Linked DNA regions of Mus musculus: all the other regions are linked to region 5. The links are chromatin contacts, called in public HiChIP or PLAC-seq, Micro-C and promoter capture Hi-C maps. All regions are on one chromosome and are shown on one strand. Each heading gives the region's core, a stretch centred on a gene start, on an enhancer-like site or on the middle of the called end of the contact. The rest is flanking DNA. Distances are from core to core; before and after follow the strand shown. Region 1 holds the start of Capn10 (calpain 10). Region 2 holds the start of Gbx2 (gastrulation brain homeobox 2). Region 3 holds the start of Pask (PAS domain containing serine/threonine kinase). Region 4 holds the start of Ndufa10 (NADH:ubiquinone oxidoreductase subunit A10). Region 5 holds the start of Hes6 (hairy and enhancer of split 6). Region 6 holds the start of Cops9 (COP9 signalosome subunit 9).

The links. Promoter capture Hi-C pulls out the DNA fragments that hold promoters and counts their contacts. A called contact is a pair of places that touch in the nucleus more often than the background predicts. HiChIP or PLAC-seq counts read pairs in DNA pulled down with a chosen protein or histone mark.
Region 1: a promoter capture Hi-C map of liver shows a contact between it and region 5, with 4 times the contacts expected there. The contact joins the promoter of Capn10 here to the promoter of Hes6 in region 5. A contact is called at or near these places in 3 of 39 promoter capture datasets (erythroid cells and liver), 2 of 484 Hi-C or Micro-C datasets (CD4 T cells and embryonic stem cells) and 1 of 9 other capture datasets (adipose tissue).
Region 2: a contact with region 5 is called in a Micro-C map of embryonic stem cells, with 5 times the contacts expected there. The contact joins the promoter of Gbx2 here to the promoter of Hes6 in region 5.
Region 3: a contact with region 5 is called in a promoter capture Hi-C map of pre-B cells, with 6 times the contacts expected there. The contact joins the promoter of Pask here to the promoter of Hes6 in region 5. A contact is called at or near these places in 2 of 39 promoter capture datasets (liver and pre-B cells), 1 of 484 Hi-C or Micro-C datasets (CD8 T cells) and 2 of 9 other capture datasets (adipose tissue and liver).
Region 4: a contact with region 5 is called in a promoter capture Hi-C map of pre-B cells, with 4 times the contacts expected there. The contact joins the promoter of Ndufa10 here to the promoter of Hes6 in region 5. A contact is called at or near these places in 13 of 39 promoter capture datasets (the 3T3-L1 cell line, 3T3-L1-derived adipocytes, the C10 cell line and 9 more), 5 of 484 Hi-C or Micro-C datasets (the C2C12 cell line, CD8 T cells, LSK cells and 1 more), 10 of 115 datasets of contacts at active chromatin or transcription factors (T-cell acute lymphoblastic leukemia, astrocytes, cardiomyocytes and 6 more) and 3 of 9 other capture datasets (adipose tissue, liver and pancreatic islet).
Region 6: an H3K27ac HiChIP or PLAC-seq map of thymic regulatory T cells shows a contact between it and region 5, with 7 times the contacts expected there. The contact joins the promoter of Cops9 here to the promoter of Hes6 in region 5. A contact is called at or near these places in 3 of 39 promoter capture datasets (embryonic stem cells, hippocampal neurons and pre-B cells), 1 of 15 datasets of contacts at CTCF or cohesin (large pre-B cells), 2 of 484 Hi-C or Micro-C datasets (B cells and CD8 T cells), 7 of 115 datasets of contacts at active chromatin or transcription factors (astrocytes, double positive thymocytes, embryonic forebrain and 4 more) and 1 of 9 other capture datasets (liver).

What each region holds. Positions count from the first base shown.
Region 1 is chr1:92,933,073-92,935,772 of GRCm38.p6, forward strand. It overlaps Capn10 (calpain 10), which reads left to right and starts at 1,336. Exons shown (of 12, transcript NM_011796.2): 1 at 1,336-1,942. The coding sequence starts at 1,802. It overlaps 9430060I03Rik (RIKEN cDNA 9430060I03 gene), which reads right to left. Exons shown (of 2, transcript NR_015525.1): 2 at 454-2,031.
Region 2 is chr1:89,929,773-89,932,472 of GRCm38.p6, forward strand. Gbx2 (gastrulation brain homeobox 2) reads right to left here and starts at 1,404. Exons shown (of 2, transcript NM_010262.3): 1 at 461-1,404. The coding sequence starts at 983. It overlaps LOC102637806, which reads left to right and starts at 2,303. Exons shown (of 4, transcript XM_030244408.1): 1 at 2,303-2,376. The coding sequence starts at 2,333.
Region 3 is chr1:93,341,360-93,344,059 of GRCm38.p6, forward strand. It overlaps Pask (PAS domain containing serine/threonine kinase), which reads right to left and starts at 1,429. Exons shown (of 18, transcript NM_080850.2): 1 at 1,167-1,429. Ppp1r7 (protein phosphatase 1, regulatory subunit 7) reads left to right here and starts at 2,269. Exons shown (of 10, transcript NM_023200.3): 1 at 2,269-2,352. The coding sequence starts at 2,301.
Region 4 is chr1:92,472,488-92,475,187 of GRCm38.p6, forward strand. It overlaps Ndufa10 (NADH:ubiquinone oxidoreductase subunit A10), which reads right to left and starts at 1,271. Exons shown (of 10, transcript NM_024197.1): 1 at 1,176-1,271. The coding sequence starts at 1,250.
Region 5 is chr1:91,411,781-91,414,480 of GRCm38.p6, forward strand. It overlaps Hes6 (hairy and enhancer of split 6), which reads right to left and starts at 1,442. Exons shown (of 4, transcript NM_019479.3): 1 at 1,277-1,442; 2 at 1,113-1,199; 3 at 941-1,022; 4 at 1-702. The coding sequence starts at 1,357. The coding sequence ends at 278.
Region 6 is chr1:92,640,647-92,643,346 of GRCm38.p6, forward strand. It overlaps Cops9 (COP9 signalosome subunit 9), which reads right to left and starts at 1,339. Exons shown (of 3, transcript NM_001163425.1): 1 at 1,234-1,339. The coding sequence starts at 1,296.

The DNA of each region.
Region 1 (2,700 bases), core at 86-2,585, 1.5 Mb after region 5:
GGTTCTATAAGAAAGCAGGAAAGGAGCCAGGAAATAGCGCCCCTCCTTATGGAAAGCGCCATAGGTGAGCAGAATAAACCCTTTCCTCCCCAAGTTGCTTTGGTCATGATGTTTCGTCACAGCAACGGTAACACTAAGCAGCTTTTCCTTCCAGATTCTGGAGGTCAGGCTCTGCCCGTGGCCCAGCCCTGGATATGGATGCGGCCTTCAGGAGCCGTTCTCCTGAGCTAACCACTCATATGAGACTTCTGGGGGTGAACCAGTTTGCATAACTCTTGAGTCGCGGATAACTTGTCACAATTACTCAAGACTTCCTGGAAAACCGAGTCCAGGCTCTTAATGATTCAACTATAGTGCAGCTTTCAGCCCACCAGTCAGTCCCCTGAGTCGAAATTAAGTACTAAATGAAAAAGCATCCCAAAGAGATGTTGGGCTATGTGGCTACTCCTTTTTTTTTTTTTTTTTTTTTTTTAAATAACCTCAATAAAGAGTTAAGTGTCTTGCACCTCAAATCATGGCGCTGAAGCCTAGTGGAGCCAAGGTAACTGTGTCATGCCACAGCAGTAATTGCTGCTGATGCAGGAGCAGCCCAGCCTCTCACTGGGAGAAGGAGCAACTGTCTAGACTCTGAAGCAGCAGGTTATGGGTAAAAGCTTGGCCTGGTTGTTCCTCTTTAGGCAACGGGTACTTGATCTACTTAACTGCACAAACCGCATTTCCTCTGACTACCTTTTATCCAAGACTGAGAAAAAGGGGCCCAGAGGAGGGAAAAAATATCAGAGCAGCCCTAATAGGTGGCAAACTGCAGTCTACAAGGTGTGAAGCCTCGTCGTCTCCCTTCCTGTCTATGAAGCTTCTAGTCTTGATGAAATACATTTGGAGAAGACACAGAGAACAGTCCTTGGCTGATTTGTGTCCTTCCTGGGACCTGGAAGAGTAGGCACCAGAAGGAGAGTGTCCTGTCCCTGACCTCCTCATGGCATCGAATAATCGTGGAGCCGCAAGTCCACGTCCTGGTCACCATCCAGTCTACAAAACCATAGCCAGGCCATTTAAGGCTTCAAGGAATGCTCCAGCCGCATTCCCTGGCCGCTTAGGATCCAGAGCGTCTGAAGCCCAATCGTTTTGAGACAAATGCCCGACCCCGGCAAGTTTCAACCCCAGTGACACCTCTGCCTCCCCAGAACAACGCAACCACCACCGCGACGGAAGGATAACAACGCGATTCGCTGAGCCACTTCCTCACTGGCTCTTTCAGAAGACAGGGAGGAACCACCGCTTTGCCAAGTTCCTGCCTCACACCGGAAGGAGCGAAGCACGCTGGGAAGTAGACAACGCCTGTGATCAGCGACGTATGCTGGGAACGGCGCTGCATGCTGGGATAGCATTGACAAAGCGATCTAAACCAAAGTGACTTTTCAGCTTCCTGTGGTCACTGAGACTTCGATTTCAAGTGGCTACAGCTGCGTTGTCCCGAGCACTAAAGCATACGGACATCAGGCTAGCACTGCCCAGTTAGAAACGCGGGGACCACGCCCTCGTGCGAGAGCAGAACCTACCAGTCCTGCACGGTTCTGCGCTGCAGCTCGTGCGTGATTAGGCAGCTCTGTCATATGACGCAAGCACGGCTCCTGGTTGGCTCCAGCCGGGTTACCTAGACAACGGAGCTTGCGGCGCTAGGCTGCTCTGCACCAGTAGGTCTCCCGGGCTAAGCAAACACGGTTTGCAGTGAAGGCCGCGCACTCGCTCCCGGGCGGCGACCGAGTCCACGGGCCGCAGATGGGAGCCCAGGGCGCCGAAGATGCGGGCGGTCCGGGCCGAGACGCCGGCGCGGGAGCTCTTCCGGGACGCGGCATTCCCCGCCTCGGACTCCTCGCTCTTTTACAACTTGTCCACGCCTCTGGCCCAGTTTCGGGAGGACATCACTTGGAGACGACCCCAGGTGCAGCAGGGTCTCTTGCCTGGGCGGGTGTTGTGGATATGTTTCTCACGGAGATGGACCCCGGGGTTAGCAGGACCTCGCCTTCAAGCCTATTCAGAAAAGGTGATAGCCAGCCCTGAGAATTCAAATGAGGAGGACAGAAGCAATCGAAAGGCTTGTCTTTTAGATGTTATCTTGGGGTTTCTACTAAAATACACTCCTACCCAAAGTCAGGTAGTAGGGAGCTGTTTTGATATTAAGGGATTAGAAGCAGTATTTCCAGCACCATCCCACCACCTAAGTTTTGTCGGGTGTAATTCAGCGCAATCTTTCTTGGCTTTGCACTTTGCTCTACATTTCTTCTAGTAGCTTTAGGGTATGAACACCAAAAGGTAGCACAGAACACGGGGAGCGTTGTGCTTAACAACTGGGAAAACCTAAGGAGCTGCTTTTCAGGGCTCCCTTAAATGGCACAGGCAGGTGGAACTATGTATTGTTATTTTAGCGTCCATGCATGCAACTCACAACAGTGTTACCCCTCATAGCCAGAAAGGGCTGTGGTAGGAGGGCTTTGGTTTTTTTGGTTTTTTTGGTTGGTTTTTTTTTTTTTTTTTTTTTTTTTTTTTTGCCTTGTTGCAGCTTAAATGGATGGATTGTTCAAGCCTAGTGTTTTTGTTGGTGTTTTTTAGACGTGGCTTATCAGCAGAAAGACTACTGGGGGACAGCCTGTCCCACATGCATGTAGTGCTAACAGTGACAGCTGGCAGGGTTCCAGGCCT
Region 2 (2,700 bases), core at 154-2,653, 1.5 Mb before region 5:
AATCTGATTCTCTTGGATGAACAGAGAACCCAGTGAAGATATTTGAGTCTGGACTCTATTGGGTACATATGCAACTGAAAAAAGAAAAAAACCAGCCCAATAAGGCCTCTCTTTAAGGTTGCAACACACCAAGGACCCTCAATAATCACAGCGTGTGTGTGTGTGTGTGTGTGTGTGTGTGTGTGTGTGTGTGTGTGCCAAACACGCCACCAGATGTGTGGCCTGGAGTAGCTAGCAGGAGAGCTCTAAACGCCTCCTTTCCCCAGGATCCTGCTTGTTGCTTGGCGTTAAATGCCCCATTGGAAAGCTCCGGTGGGCATCACCGCAACTCCTCCAGCTATTCCCGCAGAGGTCGGGCGGGGGCGCGGCCTCGTCCCCCGGGTCTCGGCGGGAACCCGGAGCTGGCCCGCCCCCACTCCCTCCCGTCCCCGCGTTCCGGCTGCGCGCGCCGCCGACTCACCGAGCGACGCCTGCACCGCTTCGGCCGCAGAGAAAGCGAGCAGCGAGCCCTCCTTGGCCAAGAAGGCTTTGCCGTCTTCCGCATCCGCTTGGAGCGCCTCGGCTTTGTCGAAGTTGCCGCCTCCGGGCAGTGGCTGTGGAGCGAACTTGCGGGCAGCCGCCGCCTCTTGGTGCTGGGGCGACGCAGAGAAGCCGCCGGGCAGAGTGGCCATGAGCGTGGAGGTGAGCGCCATGCCCTGCGCCAGGCTGGAGCAGAAGCCGGTGGGCAGGCTGGGGATCTGGTGGTGAGGGTGCGCGGGCGGCAGAGCGGGCTGCAGCGCTGCCTGGGGCAGCGCGGGAGGCGGTGGCGGCGGTGGCGGCAGCACCACCGGCCGGTAGGGCATGAACATGGGGTAGCCGGTGTAGACGAAATGGCCGGGACTGGGCTGCGGCGGGCTGCCGATCAGCGAGTCTATGCTGAAGGCGGTACTACTCCCCAGCGGGCGCTGCATCATCATCAGCGACGGCGGGAACGCTGCGCTCATAGACGCGTTCGGGAGAAGCCAGGGAGAGACGAAAAGTCCCCGTGTCCCGCCGCCGCCTGGAAGCCCTCCGGACGCTGGGAGTACCACCGGGAACTCCGGGCAGGGGCTGAGCGGTGCCCAGAGCGCAGACGCCGCCGCCGCCCCTCAGTGCAGGACCCGCAGCATACCCGGCCTGCACGGGTGCAGCCACCGAGCGCGATGAGGCCGTGCGCCCGGGATGGAGAGGGCGCCGGGGACCTCGCGTTCGCCGGAACCGCTCCCGGCTGCTAGCCCGTCGGAACGCGCGCGCTTCGCGTCTGCAGGTCTCGGCCCAGCTACCAGCAGTGCGTGCGTCCGTCCGTCTGTCCGTCCTGCAGTCCGTCGTCTCCCACGGGCGGCTGGGGAGCGCGCGAAGCCGGCGCACTTGTCTCTGGCGGGCGCCGCCAGCACCTTTAAATCGCGCTCCTCTTTCTCATTCACATTTTGCCAGCTGCCCAGCGGAGCTCGTGTCACGTGGGACCGAGCACCAACTCCTATTTGCTATTCAGGGGAAGGCGGGGCGAAATTAGGGCTCCGCCCCCTTCACCCAGGCGGGCCGCAAATGGGCTACCGGCGCCACGGTTGGAGCGTGCTGGCCTGGGAGCTGGAGCCTTTGCACCGCGCGGAGCAAACTTAAGAGGGACCCTTGCTACCTACCCGACTCAGACCCTAGAGTCCCTGGCATCCCTGTGGAGGCCTCATGAGAGGCGGCTTGGAACTGGCACCCGCCACCGATGGGCCGGGAGTGTTTTACTACAGCAGAACCCTGTGTGATGCTCACCTTAACCAGGGGCGCTCTGGTTGTGCCAAGGGTCCGGGCAAGGTCTCCGGATAGCGTTTAAGGTCTTGCCTCTGCAGGTCTGCTCCCAGAGGTGCGCCTGGGCCTGTCAGCCCTTGCTCACACGACACGGAAGCTGAATGGTTGCTTGCGGCCCGCTGGTGGCAGCGGGGCGGCCGGCGGTGGTCTCCCTCATTCCTGGTTGGGCCCTCCGTGAGCGATCCCTGCTCATTTTTCATGACATTCTTAATCATCGCACCTATTTACCCACTTTGCCAGCGTACACCAAAATAACAGCCACGATAATTATGATAATAAAGCGAGTCTTTTATCTGCTCCATCTTCAGGGAGGAATGGGGGGGGGGGTTGCGACGCCTCTGGATTGTATAACGTGAGATTATCCTGATGAAAGCTTTATGATGTTTGCTCAAATAAAAGCTGCGTTTTGTAAATAGGCACTAATTAAGCACGTTGGCAACGGAGGGAGCTCTCACCCTGGCTCTGCGCAGCGCGAGGACTCCTGGGCACGCGGTTCCCCTTTGCGGACTGCTGGATGGAGCTGAGTCCCTCAAGATATTTCCCCTGTTCTCGACAATGGTAAAAAGCCGGGAATTTGGGGGTTAGGAGATTGGAGGGATTGCGGCGAAAGGAAAGTAGGCATTTCTGGTCATCTTTTCTTATGTTGAAACAAACTTTCAAATCTTGTGTTCCTTTTAAAATGGGATCCTTTCGTGGCGAAGGCAGATCCTGCCAAGCGCGTTGGGCTTCCTCGGGTCCCCCTGCCTGTTCTTCAGATTCCTTGGTCTAGACGTCCTTTCGGAACTGCTGACAGCACCAGGCCAAGGAGCAAAGGAGGGCATTGTTATATAGGTCATTAAAAAATCAGTTCACCCGGAAGAGCTCTGGCTGGGGAGTTGGCTC
Region 3 (2,700 bases), core at 179-2,678, 1.9 Mb after region 5:
ATGTAGGTGCTAGGAACAGAACCCAGGTCTTCTATAAAACTGCAACAGCTTTTAACTGCTGAGCCATCTTACAACCTCATTTTATTTTCATTATAATGCATGACTTTTTCATGCATTTTTATTACATTGTGGGAGTGTGTGTGTGAGAGAGAGAGAGAAAGAGAAAGAGAGAAAGCACAACCATGGATGACAGAAAACAACTTTCAGGAGTCACTTCTCTCTTTCTACCCATGTGGGTCCAAAATTGTCAGACCTTGGCAGCAAGTGCCTTTACCCACTGAGCCATAATGCTGGGCCCAAACTGTAGGGCTTTGTTTCCTTTTGGGGTTTGTTTTGTTTTTTGTTTTGTTTTGTTTTTGAGGCAAGGTCTCCAGAGTCGTTGGAAGTGCTGGGAAGAGAGGAAGACACCATCAGCCTGACAATTGGTATTTTTGTGTGAAGGTGGGTATTAAACCCAGAGCTAGTCACCTATTGGGCAAACCTTCCACCACTGACTGATAAAGTATGACTATTTGCCTTCACTATTCTGCATATTACATACACAGGCACATGCACTCAGTATGTGATCCTAAAAAGCAACAACTCATTATGAAATAAGAGATGAGTAGCGACAGTGTTCAAGGCTATATGTGACACCACCAGACTCAAACAAAATAAAGATGAGTAGGTGTTAGATAGCAGTTTTCAAGTAGAGTGTTTTAATGTGAAAGATGTACAGGCATCTTCTCTAGGTATCTAAATGCACTAATTACTGTTACAGCAAACAATGATACGATCATACCGTGGTTTTTCTACTTTTAAAACCAACCTATTGACAAAGTTAGGACATGTAATTATGGCTTCTAAATACACTGCCAAAGTCACAAAACCTTACTGTTTTTTTAGACCTTGTATGACCTCAGAATATATTGATATGAGATCTTAATTTATATAAAAAATACCATTCTTCAAACTAAATTGTTAATGCTACAAATTTTTATCTTAAAAGTAATTACAGGAACTGGGCGGCTCCCTTTGTTAAAAGTTTTTTTCTATGCAAGCATGAGGACTTGCGTTTAAATCTTTAACCACATAAAAAGCCAGACGTGGCTACACATAACTGTAATCCCGAAATTAGGGGGTGAAGATAAGTGACTCCCCAGAGCTCACTGGCCCGCTAGTCTAACCTTAAAGCAAAGCTTCCAGTTCAATCAGAGGCTTTCGGGCGCTGGCGGCTCTTGAGCGCGGGTCAAACGGCCAGAACCCGCCACCACTCTGGGGCCGGGGCTGGGCGGAGGGAGTGCGGGCGCGCGAGGAAAGGGCCAGAGCCACTCCACGACAATGCGTAACTAACACTCGCCGCCACCCGGAGGTTTTTCGAAGGCTGGTGTCTCACCCCAGGCTGGCGCAAGTCTCAGTCGGATTCACAACGTGAAGATCCGCGCGCTTCTGGCCCACCGACCAATCGCAGAACGACTTAGGCAGCATAACAAGGGACCAAGAACCAACCAGACACCCTGATGGGCGGACCTCAGTGAAAGCAAGCAGCTGAGCGCGCGCAAACAGTTGCTAGGGACGCACCGGACACCCACTACAGAGCCTCGGAGGAGCCAAAAGACCCGATTTCTTCGCGCCTTTCCCCCCCCTCCACGCCCCACTCCAAGTGACTGCAGTTTACTCTTACGGGAGAACCGAGGACGGTGAGCGACGTGCAGCCCTTCTTACGACGGCCACCTTTCCAAGGCGAGGACAGTGAGAAGCGGACGACACAGTGGCTCGCCGTGGGCTGGAGGCCGCAAACGTGAGCCCCAGGACCGGACCGCGGCCCCTCCCGCCTTCTCCAAGCATCCCCTAAAGGTGGCCTGTGGCACCAGTGTATCAGCACGCAGGCGCAGAATAAACTGGTTTCCCTCGCCTACCGGCTCACCGTGAAGTGAGGCTCCCGAAGTCGGGGGTGCAAGTCTAGTCGGCTTCACCTGTGGCCTGTAGAACTCTCCTGTCCGCAGTACCTCTACGCCTCCGAAGTTGGCATAGTGACTTGAGCGAATCCGCAAGCTTGAAGTGTCTCCCATGCTGCCTAAAGACTTTCCGGGATGTCTGCTTTCTTCGTGCTCGCCTAGACTCTACTCATTCATCAAACCCCTAACCCAGGTGGAGCCGGAGCCTGTGGGAACTACAATCCCCATGAAACACTGCGCCCGCGCAAGCATTGTCAGCTCGCGCTTCTATACTTTGTTCCATTGGCTGGCCTATTGGACCTGGAATCCTGATTGGCCCATGGCCTAAGGCGACAGATTCCGGAAAGGGAAAGAGCAGCCAATATGGCGGCAGAGCGCGGCGCGGGGCAGCAACAGTCGCAGGAGATGATGGAGGGTGAGCGGCCCCTGTGGGTGACCGGGGAGCGGCGAGCTTCGGGCTGGGCGGTCACGGCCTCTTGCGGGATCGGAATTCGGCCTCCAGCCTCCGGCCACAGCCACAGAGCTCTGACAGCTGCCAATATGGCTGGACAGCCAGGGAGGCTCGGAGCCCGGGAGTCCCGTCCCGAGGGCGGTAGCGGCCAGAAAGACAAGACCCTGGGGAAAAACGTGGCGCGAGCCCGCCCAGGGAGATTGGCAAGGAAGCCGTGGCTATAGGAACCTAGTCTTAAAGCTCCGAAGTTGACAGGCGAGGGGGCAGGGAACCGTCCTCCGTCAGCTCACTGGGAAACTGAGGCTTCAGGCG
Region 4 (2,700 bases), core at 21-2,520, 1.1 Mb after region 5:
GCTTAAGAAATATTGTCTAGATTGTGTACGTGTGTGTGTGTGTGTGTGTGTGTGTGTGTTAAAAGAGAAACAAGTACTCTTAACAGCTGTGCAGCCCCACAAATAAATTCTAAGTGTAACTGTCAAAGTCTATGTAAAAAAAGAAAGCACTGTGTCAGGTAATATGTGTGACTGATTACACGAGTCTAGCATAGGCAAAATGACAAAAATCATCAAAAGCACAGTGGCTGTCAGGAGTTGACAGGGTGGGAAATAAATGAATATTAAGGACAATAGATTTTTTTTTTTTTAGGGCTGTGAACTACTCTGTGTGTATTGTAAAGTCCAAAATATAATATTGCTCATTGTGCAAAACAATAAAACTTCACAGCATAAAGAATGAACTCAATGCATGAAAAGCTTAGGGTGGAACGGGGTGTGACTGAACTTCCGACATGTGAATATATGAAACGACTTCACTGAAGAGGGTGATGTGAAGATACAGGGGAAGGAGTGTGGTCTCTGAGGGTCAAGGTCAAGAGTGGATTGTGAATATGCTCTGTGCTCTTGCTGCTGTGCTCCACTGCGATCCTAATAGGCTTAAGCTGACAGTGCTAATTCATAGTGGGGCTTAGGCTGACAGTGCCGATCCAGGCTCACATTCACACACACCTCGTCTCTCTCTGGTTCACATCTATACCTCTTTCACACACAGATCACTCCTGTTCAAAATAAAAATCCTTAGCATGACTGTCAACCCCTTTCCGATTTACCACCTATGTAGTTCTAGCTACTATAAAGCAAAGAAGTTATGATGCCGTCATAAGACGTGTCCTGTTTCCAGCCACGGTCCCCTAAGCACCTACTGTCACCCATTATTCTGCATGCACCCTAAAAGGTCCTAATCCTCCCCAATCTACCCCAAATCTCTGTTGCTGCTCCACATCACGTCACCCCAGAGTCTACAAGGCGTTCCACAAAGCAGTTTCTGAACCGATGAGCATGCGGGCCCAGGCTCCGGAGCTCCGGCATCTCGGCTCTCCGTATGCAGCCGGGAAAGTGAGTCCCGCTGCACCGGTGCTGTGAGCGGAGGCCTCAGGAGCTCGCGGCTCACGGGTCTGACAGACGCCGCCGGAGCGTCAGGGCTCGGAGCCGACAGGCCGAGATCCAAGCAAGGAGAGCCACCCGCCGCTCACCACGCGCTGGGCTCCGGCCGCGAGGCCGCGCGCGGGAGCCGACGCCGGGACGAGTCTCAGCAACCTCAAGGCCATGACTTCGCCGTCTGCGCCGGCTCAAGGACCAGAGGGACATGAACGCGACGGGGTCCTAGCTCGTCCGCGGCGCGCTGCCATGACGTCACCACTGAGTGTTCGCGGCGCCTGTCGAAAAAAGAAAATATTCCGGAACTGGGACGGGGCGGGGCCAGAGGGAAGGGGCGGAGCTTAGGCTTGTCGACGCTCTAGTTGCTTGAGCTTAGATTGTTTGGGCGAGGAGCGCGCCTAGATCCTAGACAAGTTATAGTATGAAAGTGGCAAAGGGCTAGAAGTCCTGCCTGGGCCTTGAGGCTCCCAGCTTTGAGCTCGGGTTCTCGCAGATGCTTGAGTTGTGTGACAAAAGTGTGACCCCCCACTCCCAGGTGTTCTGTGGGGTGAATCCTCTCGCTCCCCAGAATCTGTGCTGTCTCCCTGCTCCACGCCCAAACGTAGACCCACTTTCTGTTTGAGTTCTGTAGGGAGGATCCGCTCCCCGCCCTTCTGGTCGCTGAGGAGAGAGTCCATTCCCCATCTGAGTTCTAGGGGCGTCACATTCTCCCTGCCTAGGTTTCTGAGAGAAGGACCTGTCATCAGCTTGAGCCCTGTGGGGGCAACCAATTCACGACCTAGCAGTTCTGAGCTTTTGTAGTGCTAAGAGCTGAGGTGGCCACAGACCTGGCACCACCATATATCTCCAGTGCAGATCACCCTGCCTCATTTCCACAGCTGCCGACTTTATAGTCACCTCCTGGAAAGCTCTTCAGCTCCAAGAGCCTCTGAGGTGGAAGAGTGCAGTGCGCAGAAGCCAGGAAAGTGCTGATAGGGAGAGGATCCCCAAGACAATGAGGAGTTCTGGGTTGGGTTTGGACCACTTTCCATGTAGTTAACACAAAACCTCCCCCGCATTTCTGGATTTCTAGAAAGTCCTGTATCCTTACAGTACATTGAATACGGGAAGGGGAAACCTCTCCTCATTTCTTTTGAATCCTGATCATTATCTCATTTCCCTACTCCCCTCCAGTGTAATTCAAAAATCACTCAACCCCAAAAGAGAAATTTCCCAAGCACGTATGTTTTACTGAAGAATTTTACTTTATACATAAATATATGATACTAAATATGTACAGTCTCCTCCAGAAAACAGAAGCGATAATGCTTACTATCGCATGTTATGCTGCCATAACTGTCAAAGACAGTACAAAAATGTAAGACCTCCATATATCAGTATCTCAGCAAATTGAATCCAGCAACACATGAAATGAGTGGTGCACCACAAGCAATGGGATGTCATCCTAAAATCAACTGATATAAAAAACAAACTAACCAAAATAATTATGTGTGATCAGATTGCTTGGTTCAGGGAAAGCATTTGACAAAATTCAATATTCATTTAAAATAAAAGAACACATATGCTCCAACAAAGGCTACAGGGTGGCTGCTTCATCTTCATAAAGTATGCCCACAAAAT
Region 5 (2,700 bases), core at 192-2,691:
CACGAGGGAGCCCTGGCAGCTCTCCAAAAGTCTCCTGTCTTTCTTTAGTGCACCCCCTGGCCCCCCAGCCACCATCCAGAGCTCTAGGGTCCACGAAAAAATAGTGCTAGGGACCTGCAGGGCCTGGCCATTAGGGTTGTCATTCAAGTCATCTGTTGGAGAGTGGGGAGGGCATACCTGGGGGGCATCCTGAGCTGTCTCCACCTTATCTGATACCCAGGGAGGAAGCAAACTTAAGGATGGCAGCCACCATTCACAGGTCCCTGGTAAGTGTTGGTCACCAAGGCCTCCACACACTCTGAGCCCGGCGAGCTGCAGTCAGGCTGCCTAAGGATGTAGACACCAAATCCGGCCCCTCAGCAGGCACCCGGTTTAGTTCAGCCTCTGGGATCTCCTCTAGGTCAGAACACAGGTCGTCCCCGGGACCTGGGGGACTGGACAATGGGGATTCTGGGGACCCTCCTGGAGGCCAGCTGCTCCTCCCAGAGCCTCCAGGCAGCCCAGCTAGGGAGTCCCCCAGCAGATCCTGAAAGCTGCTACCCTCACGCAGCGGCATGGATTCTAGCAGGTGGTTCAGGAGTTCAGCTGAGACAGTGGCATCGATGGCTTGGCACGTGGACACGAACGTGTGCACCTCATGCATGCACTGGATGTAGCCAGCAGCGAAGCGCTCGCTTGCTTCAGCCTGCAGCTGCTCCCGCTCTGTGCAGGAGGGTGGGAAGAAGAGAGCAGCGTCCCGCACCGTGAGCAGTGACTATCGTGGCTCGGACGATCCGCTCCGCGGGTTCGGGGCTCACCCAGGAGACACAGTAGCGTGTCCCGTTCTGGGGGAAGCCCTTGCCATGGATAGGACCGGGGCTCCGGGAGCCGACGTGTCCCGCTGTTGGGTGGCAGGCGTGCCCGGTCAGCGCCCCCGCCCTCGATCCCCGCCGCCACTCACCGCGCGCCCGGCCTCGCAGCGCGCCCTGCACGCGCCTCACGGTCAGCTCCAGAACCTCGGCGTTCTCTAGCTTGGCCTGCACCTGCGCAGAGGGGAAGGGAGTTGAGTCCGGCCGTGCGCTTCGGGGTGCACCCTGAAGGTCCCCCTCCCCCCTGCACCTTTCCCGTCGCACCTCGGTACCGGCCAGCAGCAGCCGCAGCTCCTGAAGACTCTCGTTGATCCGTGCGCGTCGCTTCTTCTCCACCAGGGGCTTCCGGGCCTGTGGGAAGCGGCTACTGAGCCCCCTGGCCCGCGCAACCTCCCCCAAGCCCATCCACCCGTAGCCCCTGTCCGCACCTTGCGGTCCCCCCGTGCTTCCCAGCGGTCCTCATCCTCCTGGCCTGCACGGTCCCGGCTGGGCGCCTGGGACGGAGCCATGGTCTACGGAGCCCGGCGCCCTAGTGCAAACTACTCAGCGAGGTGGGTCGCAGCCCGGAGGCCCCACTAGCTCTCCGGAGTCTTCCGGCCCGCGGGACCCCGCCCATTTTATAGCAACTTATTTACATGTCAATGCACCGATTGGCTGTGCGTGGTCGGAGAGGCCAGCCGTGAGGCAGCCTGTAGCCAATGAGAGCGGCGCGCTTTGTCAGGCCCCGCGGGTCTCTGGCAGCTGGCGGGGCGGAGCCCACAGCCAGACCTCCTGCCACTTAGGCCGGGCAGGACTCCTGGGCAGTGACCTCCGGCTTCTCTCTTGCTGGTGTGCTTGTACTTCCTTTCGCTGAGTTATGAGGCCAGACCTGCCTGCCTGTAAGCTCGGACTTAGCTATACATCCTTCGGTCCGTATATCTATCCATGCCGCCCTTCCACCCACCTCTTCACCCATCCATTCCTACAGGGCATTTGCTTCCCTTGGTTCACCAAAAGTGCTCTCGAGAATAGCGCTCCAGTCCCAGAGCTGACTTCAGACAGGGCAGTGCCAAAGTCAAGTCCGTGACCTCGGGACCTGGAAGGGGCTTCGGGTCACCGGTGGCGAGAGTGCAAAGTCCGGGGAAAGTACGAGCCAATTTAGCAGCAGGAACAGGACCCTTGTGTGTCCTTTTGGACCCATTAAGACACCTATAACCTTCTTACTCCAAGGTCCGCGGTCGTTCTTACTAAATCTCTATTTCTCTGTGCTCTAAGTCACTTACCCAACCACTACCTTGTCTATTTTAACCCCACCCCAACTGCCCCCAGTCAAGCTTCTCCTTCCTTGTTCATCACCCCGTACCCGCCTAAGCGCCTCTCATTTCCCTCTAGTTCCTCCGCATCCTCTTTGCGGTGGTCTCACACATCCCTGTTCCCCAACCCCTCTCCACGCTCACCTCCCTTCCCCGCGAGTCCCCTTAGAGTCCCCCATCCCCACTACCCCCAGTCCCTCTCAGCTCCTCCCCCTTCTATTCTTGGTTCCTGCAGGCCGAGGCTGCTGTCTGGCCCCAGTAACTTGATGCCCGTGACAGTTGGCAGCTGCAGCCGCTTCCGCAGAGAAAAGCGGCAGGCCGGCCAGGAGCGACAGGTGTTGGCCGCGCCTTTGTCTAGCTGGCTTTGTCCTGCAGGCTGCAACAGGCACGCCTGTGTCGGCCAGACGCCCAAGCCCCGCGTCGTCGGCGGTCCATCTGCCGGCCCTGCCTCGCCGCGGGAGGGGTGTGTGTGTGTGTGTGTGTGTGTGTGTGTGTGTGTGTGCGCGCGCGCGCGCCCCCTCGGAACCCCTGGCTCTGCTCCAGCGTTCTTGGATTTCGGC
Region 6 (2,700 bases), core at 89-2,588, 1.2 Mb after region 5:
CTGAGAGCAATTGCCTCATCAGGGGAATCACAGAGCCCACTTCATTCTGCAGACGTCCTTATGCGGACCTGCTTGTTCATGCCCCTCGGTGTTCAATTATGCCCTGGCTGGTTTTGTGTGTCAGCCTGACACAAGCTAGAGTGTCATCAGAGAGGAAGGAGCTCAGTTGAGGAAATGTCTCCACAAGATCCAGCTGTAAGACGTTTTCTCAATTAGGGAGAGCCCAGCCCATAGTAGGTGGTGCCATCCCTGGGCTAGTGGTCCTGGGTTCTATAATAAAACAGGCTGAGCAAGCCTCAGTGAACAAGCCCGCCAGCAAGCAGCACCCCTCCATGGTCTCTGCATCAGCTCCTGCCTCCAGGTTCCTGTCCTGCCTTCCTCCAGTGATGACCTGGAAATGTAGGTCAAATAAATCCTTTCCTCCCCAACTTGCTTTTTTGGTTATGGTGTTTGTCACAGCAATAGAAACCATAAGACAAACAACAAGGCATCCCCTTCCTTTAGTGGACAAGGGAGCATCGCTCTGCTCCGCTACTATGGCTCTCGTCATCTATATCCCAAGGTCAACAGGGCACATCCTTCAATATTTGGATCAGGGCAAGCTCCTCTCTTAAGCCTCAACTGAGCCGACTAAAACCCCACGGATACGTCTGTAGGGCACCCTCACCCCACCCTACCCTTGCTTAGGATATGCAACCGGCCTCTTCGGGCCACAACTGACATCTCTCAGGTCCGGGGATACGTTCCCGCATCGCCCTACTCGCTGAGCTTTGAGGAGGAACAGGAAGCAGACATACAAGAGCTGGCTGACACTCCTGATCATAACCACCCATATCAGGGAGAGATCTGTGACCATGGTGGAAATCAAAAGCACAGGATCGCTCGAAAACTCTGTATGTGTCTACACGAAATAACCGAGTCCCAGCACCAAGCACGCAGTTACCACACACCATCCCTTACCCTTCTCTCAGAGCTTGGGGTCTTGAGGCCTGTCAGTGCGTAAGCCTCGCTCGGGCCTTCCCTCTCTGGAAGATTTATCAGGAGCCACAATCAACTGACAGCGAGCAAACCCTACTTCCTCGCTGCAGTTCACGTTAACAGTCGCGGGCCCTGCGACTGTCCCCGGCAGCTCCCGCTTCCCCAGCCTCTGAATCCCCAAAGGCCTGGGCTCCCGCGCAGGTTTGCAGGCGTGCTCCCACCCCCACGCATCGCTCCGCGCCGCCACCACCCCACCTCATCCAGGTCCACATAGGGCCCCGCGCCCTCGGGGAACATCTCATCCACTGCGGGTTTCATCTCGACAAGGCGGCGTTGCGCTCACTTCCGGCCAGCCCCTTCTACTTCCGGCGTTCTTCCGAGCACGTCTAGACCTCGGAGGACCGCGCCTCGGTGGCACTCGCTGGCCTGGCTGCAGGGCAGCTCTCTGGGAGCTAAAGAGGGCAGCGGATTAGATGACGGTCTAAGGACCAGCAACACCGCACAGCACGAGTTGTCAGCGGAGAAAGGAGACTCTCCATTTCCCAGCAGAGCTGCAGTTCAAAACCATCCGAATGGCTACTGTTTAGGATTCGCAGGCAGTAATGGATTGGCTAGAAGATGGGGGTATTGGATCCCCGGGTGCTGTTGGGGGTAACAGAAATCCAAAAGTAGTCCACGCTCAGTGATCACTCACAGGGTCACCTCGGCCAAAAGGAGGAAGCAACCCAGTGCACGCAGACAAGATGGGCTTTATCTACACGGTGAGATAGTGTGGAATCCTAAAACTAAGAAGGGATTCCTAAGCTATGGGCATGGAGGACCCTTAAGGATGTTGTTAAGTGAAACGTAAACAAACGCTGTGTACCACTCATAAGTGATCCCTAGAGCAGTCAGACTCATAAATGCAGCAGTGTTGGAGATGGTGGTTGCTCAGTGGACACAGTTTTAGATCTGCAAATCAAAAGTTCTAGAGGTGTGCGGTGGGGTTGGGGGGGAAGGTGTCCATTAAATGACTGGACTGTCCCCTGAGAGGTGGCCAGGGGGATACATGTTAGGGTGCTATATTATACCATGGTTTTTAAAGAATGAATGAAAGAAAAAAGATGGGGAAGGGACAGAGAGGTGTGGATCATTGTCAGAGAGGGCCTGAGATGCTCTGACAGACTAGAATACTCTAGTGAGTCTCCTGGATGTCCCCCTAGGATCCTCTGAGCACCTCCTGATAAAATCCAGGTTTAACAAGTATCCCTGTAGCAAGAAGCCTGAAATCCAGCTGATACCTGCCTGCTCTCCATGTCTGATAGGGCTCTTCACCCTCCACTATCCCCAGACGATGTCCTCTGGTCCTGACTTCAGCAAAGCGTCTGTGTTACCCCTGAGTTATTTCCCATCTACCCCCACCCTGCCCCTTGACTGTCAGTCCCTCTTGCTACTGTGGTTGCGCTGAGTCTCTCCAGCAGTTCAAGGCTTTTGCTCCTGTGCCTCTCCTGATGGTTTTGGATGTTTTCCCTTCCTCTGCGTTCAAAGAGTTGGAGAACTGTTGGTTGGTTGGGTGGGTGGGTGGGTTGGGTAGGATTGGGTTTTTGGTTTGGTTGGGTTTTCCTTTAACAACTTTGAGGTGTCAGGGGCTTGGTTGGGGTGCAGGCTGCTAGAGTGAAAATGGGGATCACAGGTAAGGACAGATCTAGGGAAACCTACTCAGCCAGGATATAATGGGAACTG